Linked DNA regions of Mus musculus: all the other regions are linked to region 2. Evidence: chromatin contacts called from public Hi-C and promoter capture Hi-C data. All regions are on one chromosome and are shown on one strand. Each heading gives the region's core, a stretch centred on a gene start, on an enhancer-like site or on the middle of the called end of the contact. The rest is flanking DNA. Distances are from core to core; before and after follow the strand shown. Region 1 holds the start of Zgrf1 (zinc finger, GRF-type containing 1). Region 2 holds the start of Cenpe (centromere protein E). Region 3 holds the start of Rrh (retinal pigment epithelium derived rhodopsin homolog).

The links. Promoter capture Hi-C pulls out the DNA fragments that hold promoters and counts their contacts. A called contact is a pair of places that touch in the nucleus more often than the background predicts.
Region 1: a contact with region 2 is called in a Hi-C map of CD4 T cells, with 6 times the contacts expected there. The contact joins the promoter of Zgrf1 here to the promoter of Cenpe in region 2. A contact is called at or near these places in 1 of 39 promoter capture datasets (pre-B cells) and 1 of 484 Hi-C or Micro-C datasets (CD4 T cells).
Region 3: a contact with region 2 is called in a promoter capture Hi-C map of pre-B cells, with 2.3 times the contacts expected there. The contact joins the promoter of Rrh here to the promoter of Cenpe in region 2. A contact is called at or near these places in 1 of 39 promoter capture datasets (pre-B cells) and 2 of 484 Hi-C or Micro-C datasets (CD4 T cells and uterus).

The regions. Positions count from the first base shown.
Region 1 is chr3:127,552,068-127,555,030 of GRCm38.p6, forward strand. Zgrf1 (zinc finger, GRF-type containing 1) reads left to right here and starts at 1,422. Exons shown (of 26, transcript NM_197997.2): 1 at 1,422-1,588. Larp7 (La ribonucleoprotein domain family, member 7) reads right to left here and starts at 1,282. Exons shown (of 13, transcript NM_138593.2): 1 at 1,116-1,282.
Region 2 is chr3:135,210,963-135,214,042 of GRCm38.p6, forward strand. Cenpe (centromere protein E) reads left to right here and starts at 1,601. Exons shown (of 46, transcript NM_173762.4): 1 at 1,601-1,752. The coding sequence starts at 1,697.
Region 3 is chr3:129,821,096-129,823,924 of GRCm38.p6, forward strand. It overlaps Rrh (retinal pigment epithelium derived rhodopsin homolog), which reads right to left and starts at 1,410. Exons shown (of 7, transcript NM_009102.3): 1 at 1,282-1,410. The coding sequence starts at 1,387.

The DNA of each region.
Region 1 (2,963 bases), core at 172-2,671, 7.7 Mb before region 2:
GAGTTTAAAGACATCTTAGGAATCCATGAGATGTTATAAGACAAACTTTTAAACAAAAGGTAAAATCATGCTTATACAAATATAAAGGAATATGGTAAATTTAAGTGGAACTAGTCTGTTTAAAGGAGAAAAGACCAGATCAATATGCAGCATAAAGTCAAAATGAATGTTAACATATACTGGTCAGGGGCAATGATTGGGCAAACATGGTTTTCATCTTTATGTTTTCAACAAGTTACAAAGTTGCAACACTGCCCAAAGACAGTGAATGTCACAGATAATCTGGAAGTAAGCTGTGCTAGATGTAAAGCAAAAGACCATTTTTTTTTTTTTAAATTTTAAATCAAAGGTTTTGTTTGTAAAATCACATACAAAATGTTTCCACAGGTACATGTAAAATTTTCAAAGGAACTCGACAATAATATTTTCCAGGCTTTAAACAAAAAGAAGAGTACCCAAAAGATTGAGAACCAAAGTTGTAGTCACGGCAAACCCTTTAGCGGTCTGGAACTTTGCTCCAAATAATCTTTTAGTGTGAATGTTTTATGAAGTCATTCGGTTTCCCACCACCGCCCGGCTTCGAAAGACTACTAAAAGGCAGTCTTACTTCTTGAGGATTTCCATTCTCAATGAACTCTCCACTCATATTTCTCCTTAATTTCTCATAAACGCACTCAGAACTTAAATTCATTACTGTTAGCCCCTTCTACAACGGCTTTTTCTATAGAGGGACTAGCAAAAAGAAAAGACTGAACTTTAGAATGCAAGTTCTCACAACTGATGTCCTTTGGGAAGACAACCTGCCTAACACCCACAGTTCCTCTGAGCAACCCTACTTCCGCACAGACTCCCCCCCCCCCCCCCCCCCGCAGCCGGGCGTGCCCCAAACACCCCAACCCCAAGCTCGGCCCGCCCCCTCTGTACTGAGCTCCGAATAGCAGGGGCCGCCAGGGAACTGCGCGTGCGCACAACGCACGGCGCCAAACCAACGGCACAGTGGCGACGGGGGCGGGGTGAGGCGGACCGCGGATGGAGGGTGGCCCTCAGGAGACCCGACTGAGAGGAGTTCCCACCTCTACGGGTCTGAGAGGCTCTGCAGGCCAGTAGTGACTTACTCCGTGCTCGTCCCCAGATCCACGGTCAGCGCTTGTGTTCTCCCACGCTTTCCTTCTCCCGACCCCTGCGGTCGGCGGAAATTTGCGTCATTCGAGTAGCGACGCGCTTCTCTCAGCCCGCTACGGAAAGACGGGTCCGAGGCCCAGGGTTCGTTGCTGACGTCATAGGCGGAGCATCTCGGGGGCGGGAGCCACGCGGTGACTGCGCTGGCACGCGGAGTTCCATTGGTGGTTTGCGAACGGCGGCGGGCGGGGCCTCCGCGGTACCGTCCCTGCTTGATGACGTCACTTAAGTTGGCGGGAGAAATTAGAAAGTGGAGTTTATGTCATTGAGCCGGTGAAGTGGAGACTTTTCTCTCCCGTGTTCTAGGCAAGAAGGGTGGACAGACCGGGCGACTTGGCGCGGTTGGGAGAGCACTGGACACTGACTCGCCTCCACGGAAGCGACCCACGAGGCGCCGTTAGAGTGCCGGGTGAGGCGGTCACCATAGCGGCCCATCCCGGTTGTGGGTGTTTTAGGGGCTGACATAGGACCAAGGGGGCCATTATTATTTAGTGATACAAAACCTTGAAGTGTCAAGGCTTGGCAAGTGAAGCTATGTTTCTTTTAGGGATCTGTACTGTTCCTTGTGGTTTAGCAGGCCGTTCGTGGTTTGGAAACTTTCCTGGTTTGAGCGGTGCTGTTCTGAGCTATTGTGACAGTTTTTCATCACTGCAGAGGGCCAGATAGAAACTGTTGTTGGGCTCCAGAGCTGGACTTCCTAACGTAATAGATCAAGAATAGGACCTAAAAGAATAGGACCTAAAATGTTCATTGCTAACTAATTGTCAGGTCATGTCCCTGGAACCACTTGAAGATATGTGTGCTTATGTGTGCTGCTTTTGCATCTGTATTCAGTTCACCATCGACGATTTCAAGATTTCAAAATTTGACCTTATAGTTAACATGGTAGTTACAGTGGCTGCTGCAGCACTGTCCAAGAGATTTTTCTTCCTGGGTGTGGTGGCATATTGCTTGTAATATCCCAGCTATTTCCAGAGGCTAGGACGGGATTGTGCAATATGGTCAGATCCTATTTTAAACAAACATAAAGGACTGGATGCATGTAAGCACTATTACCTAGTTTACATATAGTCCCTTTTGTCAGCCCCTAGCACTGGGTAAAAGAAAGAACAAAATTTTCCTTGCAGAGGAATTATATATTGTATATTTGGCTCTAGGATGTTGTGCTATATTGACTAGGGTATATAGTCAACCCTCTGTACCTGTAATTTCTGGATCTGTATTCAGCCAGTTATAGATGGGAAATAGAAAAAAGTTGTTAGTACTGAGCATACAGATTTTTAAATTATCATTTTTATTTCTTCCTTTTAGACAGTGTCTATCTATGTAGTTAGTCCTGACTGTCCTGGAGCCCTATAGGTAGACAGGCAACCAGGCTGCCTTGAAGTCACAGATCCACCTGACTGTGCATCCTGTGCACTGGAATCAAAGTTGTGTTCCACCAAGTCAGGCTTGTTACCATTTCTTGAACAATGCAGTTTAATCACTGTTTGCATATCATTTACAACCTACTAGGTACAAGTAATCTAGAGATAACTTATTTATGTTAGAAAATATGTGCATGCTCCTATTATATGCGAAACAACTATGACGTTTTATATGTGAACTCAAGTGGCTGGCGCCGGATGTTAATATTTGTGGTCCTGAAACTAGTTCTTGGATAACTAGGGATTACGCTAGCAGGAAAAATTTAAGACACAAGGGGGCCATCTTGTGGTAAGTATAATGATTTTGAAAAATAAAATTGAAGTTGGGTTCTAAGGAGCAGTACATGTTGAAGGGAA
Region 2 (3,080 bases), core at 351-2,850:
TGATCACAGCCATTTGGATTTACTTAGAACAGGACTATTAATGGAAAATAAGAGGAAGTCAGGAGGACGGATAGAGAGACGCACAGGAAATAGAAGGGAAATTGAGGGGTTTTTGAGAAGGAGAGCTTCCTTTTGGAACATCAGCTGAGGAGGAGGGTCAGCGGGGTGCTTCCTCTGACTCTCTGAGCTAGCAGGCTTTTATACCCAGCATCTGGCTCCCTAGGCTTCTTTGGTAAAATCAAACAATTGGTATCTGGGTTTGAAAAAAAAAAGCACAACATAAAACAGTTTCACAATGAATATCTCTTTTTCTGTACTGTTAGGAATTGAACAGAATGATGCAGGATTCCCCAGCTCCGGCCCCCTTTTCAGTTATTGTGAGACTGATTAAACTGCCCCCATTGGCCTTGAACCATCAAGCACCATCTCTTTCTCATTAGTGTATATTAATTGTACAAGACGTTTCATTTTGTTATGACATTTTCATACCTGAATATTACGTCCTTTTGTCAAATTCACCTCTTCTGCTACCCTCTCAGTCCCTCTCTTTTTCCTTCTAATAATTATCTCTTGATGAACAGCATAGATCATATAGTGGAATACAGTCAATCTTTAATAAATACTGCCTGCTATATAATGTTAGCAAAGACAGTGTGACAAAATCACAGCTGTGAAAATAATACTCTTGCTCTAAAAAATCCCTTCCTTGCCTCTGAGCCTTTAATGACATAACATTTCTTCCCCTTCATAAGTTTGTTCCCTACAGCTAAATATATATTTGCCCACTTTAAAAAAAAAAAAAAAAGTTAAAACAGGGCAGGGAAGATAGCTCAGTGAGTAAAGTCACTGGCTGCCAAGCTAAAGTTGAATCCCTAGAACCTAGTGGTAGGAGAGAACTGACATCCCCAAATTGTCCTTGGTTGCCTCCCTGAGGCTGAAGGTTAAGTCATTGTTGCCTGGAGACACCACATACTTCAGACTTGTCGGGAATTAGAAAATTCCAGCTGTTTCTGAGCTAGAAGCCTCGTCCCTAAGGCGTAGCTTTATTATTTTGGGAGCCTCTTGGATTACTCTAACCAACATGAAAAGAAGTGTTCCATGCCTAGTACTGGGGATTTCTCGGGTAATCCATGCTCTAGTGTGCAGCACTGTCATGTCCCCACAACATTTTCCCAGGTGTCAATGATTCTCTCCCTTACATGAGGCTCTTACACTCACCGTCCAGAGAAATGAAAGTTAAAGAAAAGAAACAACAACGCCTCAAAGCAGTTCCAAAAGAAAAGAAAATCTTCCTTTCCTGGCTGGGCAGTGAGTTCCCATTGGAGGCTTTAAAACAAAACGAAAGCTTTTTTTGGTTTGGTCTAGTCTGGAGTTCTTGTTTGTTTGTTTTTTAAGATTATAATTCTTTTGTTCTGCAGGCGTGACTCTAACACAAAACTTCTCTCCAGCTGAGTTCTGAGGCTCTCAGTTCCGGGATCTCTGAGTCTCCCCCGCCTTCCCCATCCATGGACTCGCCCCGCCTTTCCCCCCGCAACCCCCACTCGCCGCAGCACTTGGACTGTCCCGTGACGTCATGACGCTGCGCCACCCAATCCGCTGCAACCTTGAGGACATTTTAAACTTAAAGGCGGGGCGGCCCGGGAGCTCGGTCGGCGCCGTTGCTCTCCTTCGTTTCCCTTAGTCTGCAGCGGACAGGATGGCCGAGGAGGCTTCAGTGGCTGTCTGTGTTCGTGTGCGACCCCTCAACAGCAGGTAGGCGGCCTGGGGCGGCGTGGGGACCTGCGTCCCAGCCCGCGCTGCCCCGAGTCACACCGACACCCGGGTGCAGGACTCCGTTTCCCCGAAAACACGGTCCGACTGCGCGTAGTTCTGCTCAGGGGACACTGCCGTCCTCGCCTGATGGACGGAGACAGTGAATGTTCAGTAGTGGGAAAAGGTCGGGAATGCCAGAAAGAAAAGACAAGAGGGGGTTGATGAAGTCTACTGGGTTTGCTGGCTTCTGGCCTTCAGCTAGAGATGCTAAAGCTTGAGAAATTGGTATTAAACGGGTGGTCGATAGGCGAGATTCTCAAAATTGATTATTTCTTGCATTTAAGTTCCTTCCCTAATTTGGGAAAAAGCTGGCTCCTAGTTAGCATTAGCTGTTGACTTGACAGCCAGCTATATCTAAGGGAGTCTCCATTGGAGGACTACCTGGATGAAGTTGGCCAGTGGGCATGTCCTTGTGGTGGAATCTTAGTTCCTGGTTGATATGGGCAGTGCTTAGGCCAGTCTGGGTGGTTCCATTCTTACTCATGGAACTCAAGGCTGTGTAAGACAGCTACGTAGGCAAAACCCAGAGAGAGCAAGACAATAAACAATGTGCTTCATGAATTCTGCCTCCACTCCTGCTTGCGACCCTGCCCTGACTTTCCCTGGGGCTGGAAGTGTAGGCTGATATAAACCTTCTCCGTTCCAAGTTGCTTTTGATATAAACCTTTTCCACTCCAAGTTGCTTTTGGTCATGATATTTTATCACAGCAGCACAAAGCAAACTAAAACAGTATATCTATAGACATAAGCCGTTAACGATACACAGAAAAAAAAAAGAAAAACAAAACAAAACTGTGCAGAATGTTGAAAGAGCCACTGGGCCTTCAGAGACATGGGGTACCTGGTGTCAGGAAAACGCTAACACTACAGAATAGGTGGTTCATTGATGGATAGATCACAGAGATTCAACTTCCAGATTGCTTGACTGATGTGGTGTTTGGTACGAATAGGAATTTAGAGGAAGGTGGCACTGAAGAGATTAGTGGTGTCTGTCATGGTGGCACAGGCCTTTAACCCCAGCACTCAGAAGACAGAGGGAGGTGTATCTTAGTTGTAGACCAGCCTGGGCTACCTAGTGAGTTCCAGGCCAACAAGGTGAGACAATGTCTCAAAGTAAAGAACAGAAAGAGATTAGTGACATAGTTCAGGGGATTTAGGGCATGTCAAGTATTCCGGAAGATTCCAGAAGTTTTTTTGTTTTTTTTAAAGATTTCAGAGAGGAAGTAGAGCCTATGCAGACAAAGATAGTTATGAATATAGTTAAACAT
Region 3 (2,829 bases), core at 160-2,659, 5.4 Mb before region 2:
CGCAGCCGCTCAGCTCTTCATCTGTATGAACTAGGAAAACAAAACAAAAACGCAGCTACCAGAGTTCCTTAGGAAATTTCCTTCCCATACTAATCTCATGACCAGTTTTTTTGTTTGTTTATTGTTGTTGTTGTTTTAGTGTTTGTTTGTTTGTTTGTTTGTGACAGTCTCCCTATGGAGCCCAGGTGACTCTGGAATCCTTAGCAATTCTCCTGTTCCAGGCTTCAAAATGCCAGATTAATGTTAGATTTCCCCTGTCACATATTTAATGGAGCCAAAACTTGTATACAGTGCCTCTGTGTAGTGTAATTCTGGAATTGGGGGCTCACTTTTTGCCTCTTACCACCCAGAAGTATTCAAATGAACTAGTTACGGTACCACTAAAATTAAAAGGAAATTGTTATCTATAGCCCACGTCAACTATGAGGTAAAAATAAGTAGTTATGAAGACACATGGAGATATATTTCTCACTGTTTTTGGAAACACACTTGAATTTTTCATAAATGTCAATCCGAAAAGCAATGAACCCAACATAACAGTTACTAAAACTCGCCACTTCTGTGAAGTTTGAGATCAAGTAATTGCTGGTTATAAAAGTCACACCGGCCACTGGTACAGTTTCTGTCATTTCTCTCCTTTTCAACAAACAAGCCTTCATCTCAATCTGATAATTTTATCAACAAGAGCATACCTTGTACCCATGTCCCTTAGGGGCCTTGATTATATATACTCTTCATAAGGAGCTCAGTGGATCCCTGATTCTTATCTTCATTTTGCAAAGGAGACCGTGCAAGAGTAAAAAGCTGAAATCCCTTGGGCCCACTTTCAAAGCTGCCGCCTCCCGTGGCTGCCTGCGGGAGGAGCTGAACTTACACACCAGATCTGCAGCCTCTATCTTTTGCTTTAAACTTCAGCGTTTCCTCTAGTACGTTTTAATCGTGAGCTATTTCCTACCAAGAAAACTGCAAATTATGCATGAGAGTCATAAATGATAGAAAGCATGCTTTTAACCACGATGCACACTCTGCTCATGAATTTAAGGTAAAAACCAAATATACGGACAAGTTTTATTTTAAAGCTTCATTTGATACAAAGTTTTCTTGTCCCTCTTTGCTCAAAAACCTTCCGTCAGGAAGCAGCATATTTTCCCATGTCCATTTTCTGATTGTTACAACCCCAGCCCACCCCATGTTTGAGCTAGCCTGCATCCTGCACCCTTGTGCCCACCACCTCAGTTCTTCTCCCACCCGAGAAGCAGGTCACTGAATAAACACCCGTACCTGCCACAATCAGGTAAGCCGCTATGACGCTGTGCTCAGTCCTTGAAAAGACAGAACCTTCGCTCCTAGAGCCCGAGCTGTTAAAATCCGAAGCCTCACTCAGCATTTTGGAAAGTCAAGACCACCTTTGAAGCAGCCCTCAGCAATGGTGATCGGTCAAGAATGCTCTTTCAGAACAAATCATTTCCGCTTGTAGACCTCAAAGAAAGGCCTTTTCACAAAGACTGTCCATTAATACATAATTGGGCTGAAGAGGAAAAGATTTTAATTCTTAGAATGAGAGAAAAATCTCCTTAGTAAAACAAAGAAATTCCAACCGCCTCACATCTTAAGCACTTTAGGTCCAGGCTTGTATTTATAAGCAGATTACCAAGTAAACACATCCTAGTCTAGCAAAAAAACCACAGGCAAACCCAACTCCAAAAGCAGTCCCTGAAATGAGCTGTTCCGTTATCTTCTGTAGCTATTCAGGTGAGGGACTGCACCTTTGTACTAGAGATCCAACTGTTAACACATTACACACTGGTTTTTTTTCATCTCAGGTCCGTGTGTGTGTGTGTGTGTGTGTGTGTGTGTGTGTGCGCGCGCGCGCGCACGCAAACATGTATTTTCCTTAGCAATAACACTATCAACTCCCATACTTCTAAATCCCTGGATGAATGACACCAATATTGCCTGAGCTAAGAGTTTGAGGTTCTTGCCACTTCTTTCTTTTTAAACAAAAATGAGGTCATCTGTTATATGTAACCAGTATGTCTGTCTGTAACGCACACATGATGAAGCCTGTTCCCCCTAAATACCATCCCATAAAACCCAGTTCGGCTGTAATAGCCAAGTGTTAAATGTTCTACAGCATGGATACACCACGCTCTATGCCACCTTGGTTAATTCTGTATTTTGACATTCACGAGCTCACATTAGTCAACCACTCAACTTAGCAAGGCCACGATAATCCTGATAGTCCGTATGGACACATAAAAACCTAGTGTGAACATGCACAGTTAGGATAAAGAGGAACCTAGGCTACCTTTTAACATCATAATTCCCAAGTTTAGACAGTAGAGCTTCAAAGCAAGGCTCAAGTCACAATTTCTGTATAGTCTAATAGAACCACTAGAGGGCGTATCTGCTCATCACGGGTTCTCTAGAGGCCTTCTTAGTTGCAGTTTTCAGTCTAGGGAACAGGGTGGCCTACCTGACCAGTACTCCAGTGTTCTAAAATGTGAATACCTTAAAAAGAACTTACACCAGGAATCTGAGCCTACTGTGTAAATCTCAGTACCTCAAAGTTCGGGTAGTGGGATTGACTTGAATTTGATTAGAACTGAAATCTTTCAACCAAACCCCAGAGACACAGGGGAGTGAGACACAGCAATGTTTAACTAGTTACGTAGCGTAAAAGGGAAACCACACTATATAACCCTAACAGCCGAGGTCAGCCATGGCTACACAGAATCTGAAGTCAGTCTGGGATATCAGTGTGCAATGTCCAGGTGGTCTGTACACCGACTTCTACAATCTTTCACCTCTGTCACCTTAACAGCCCTT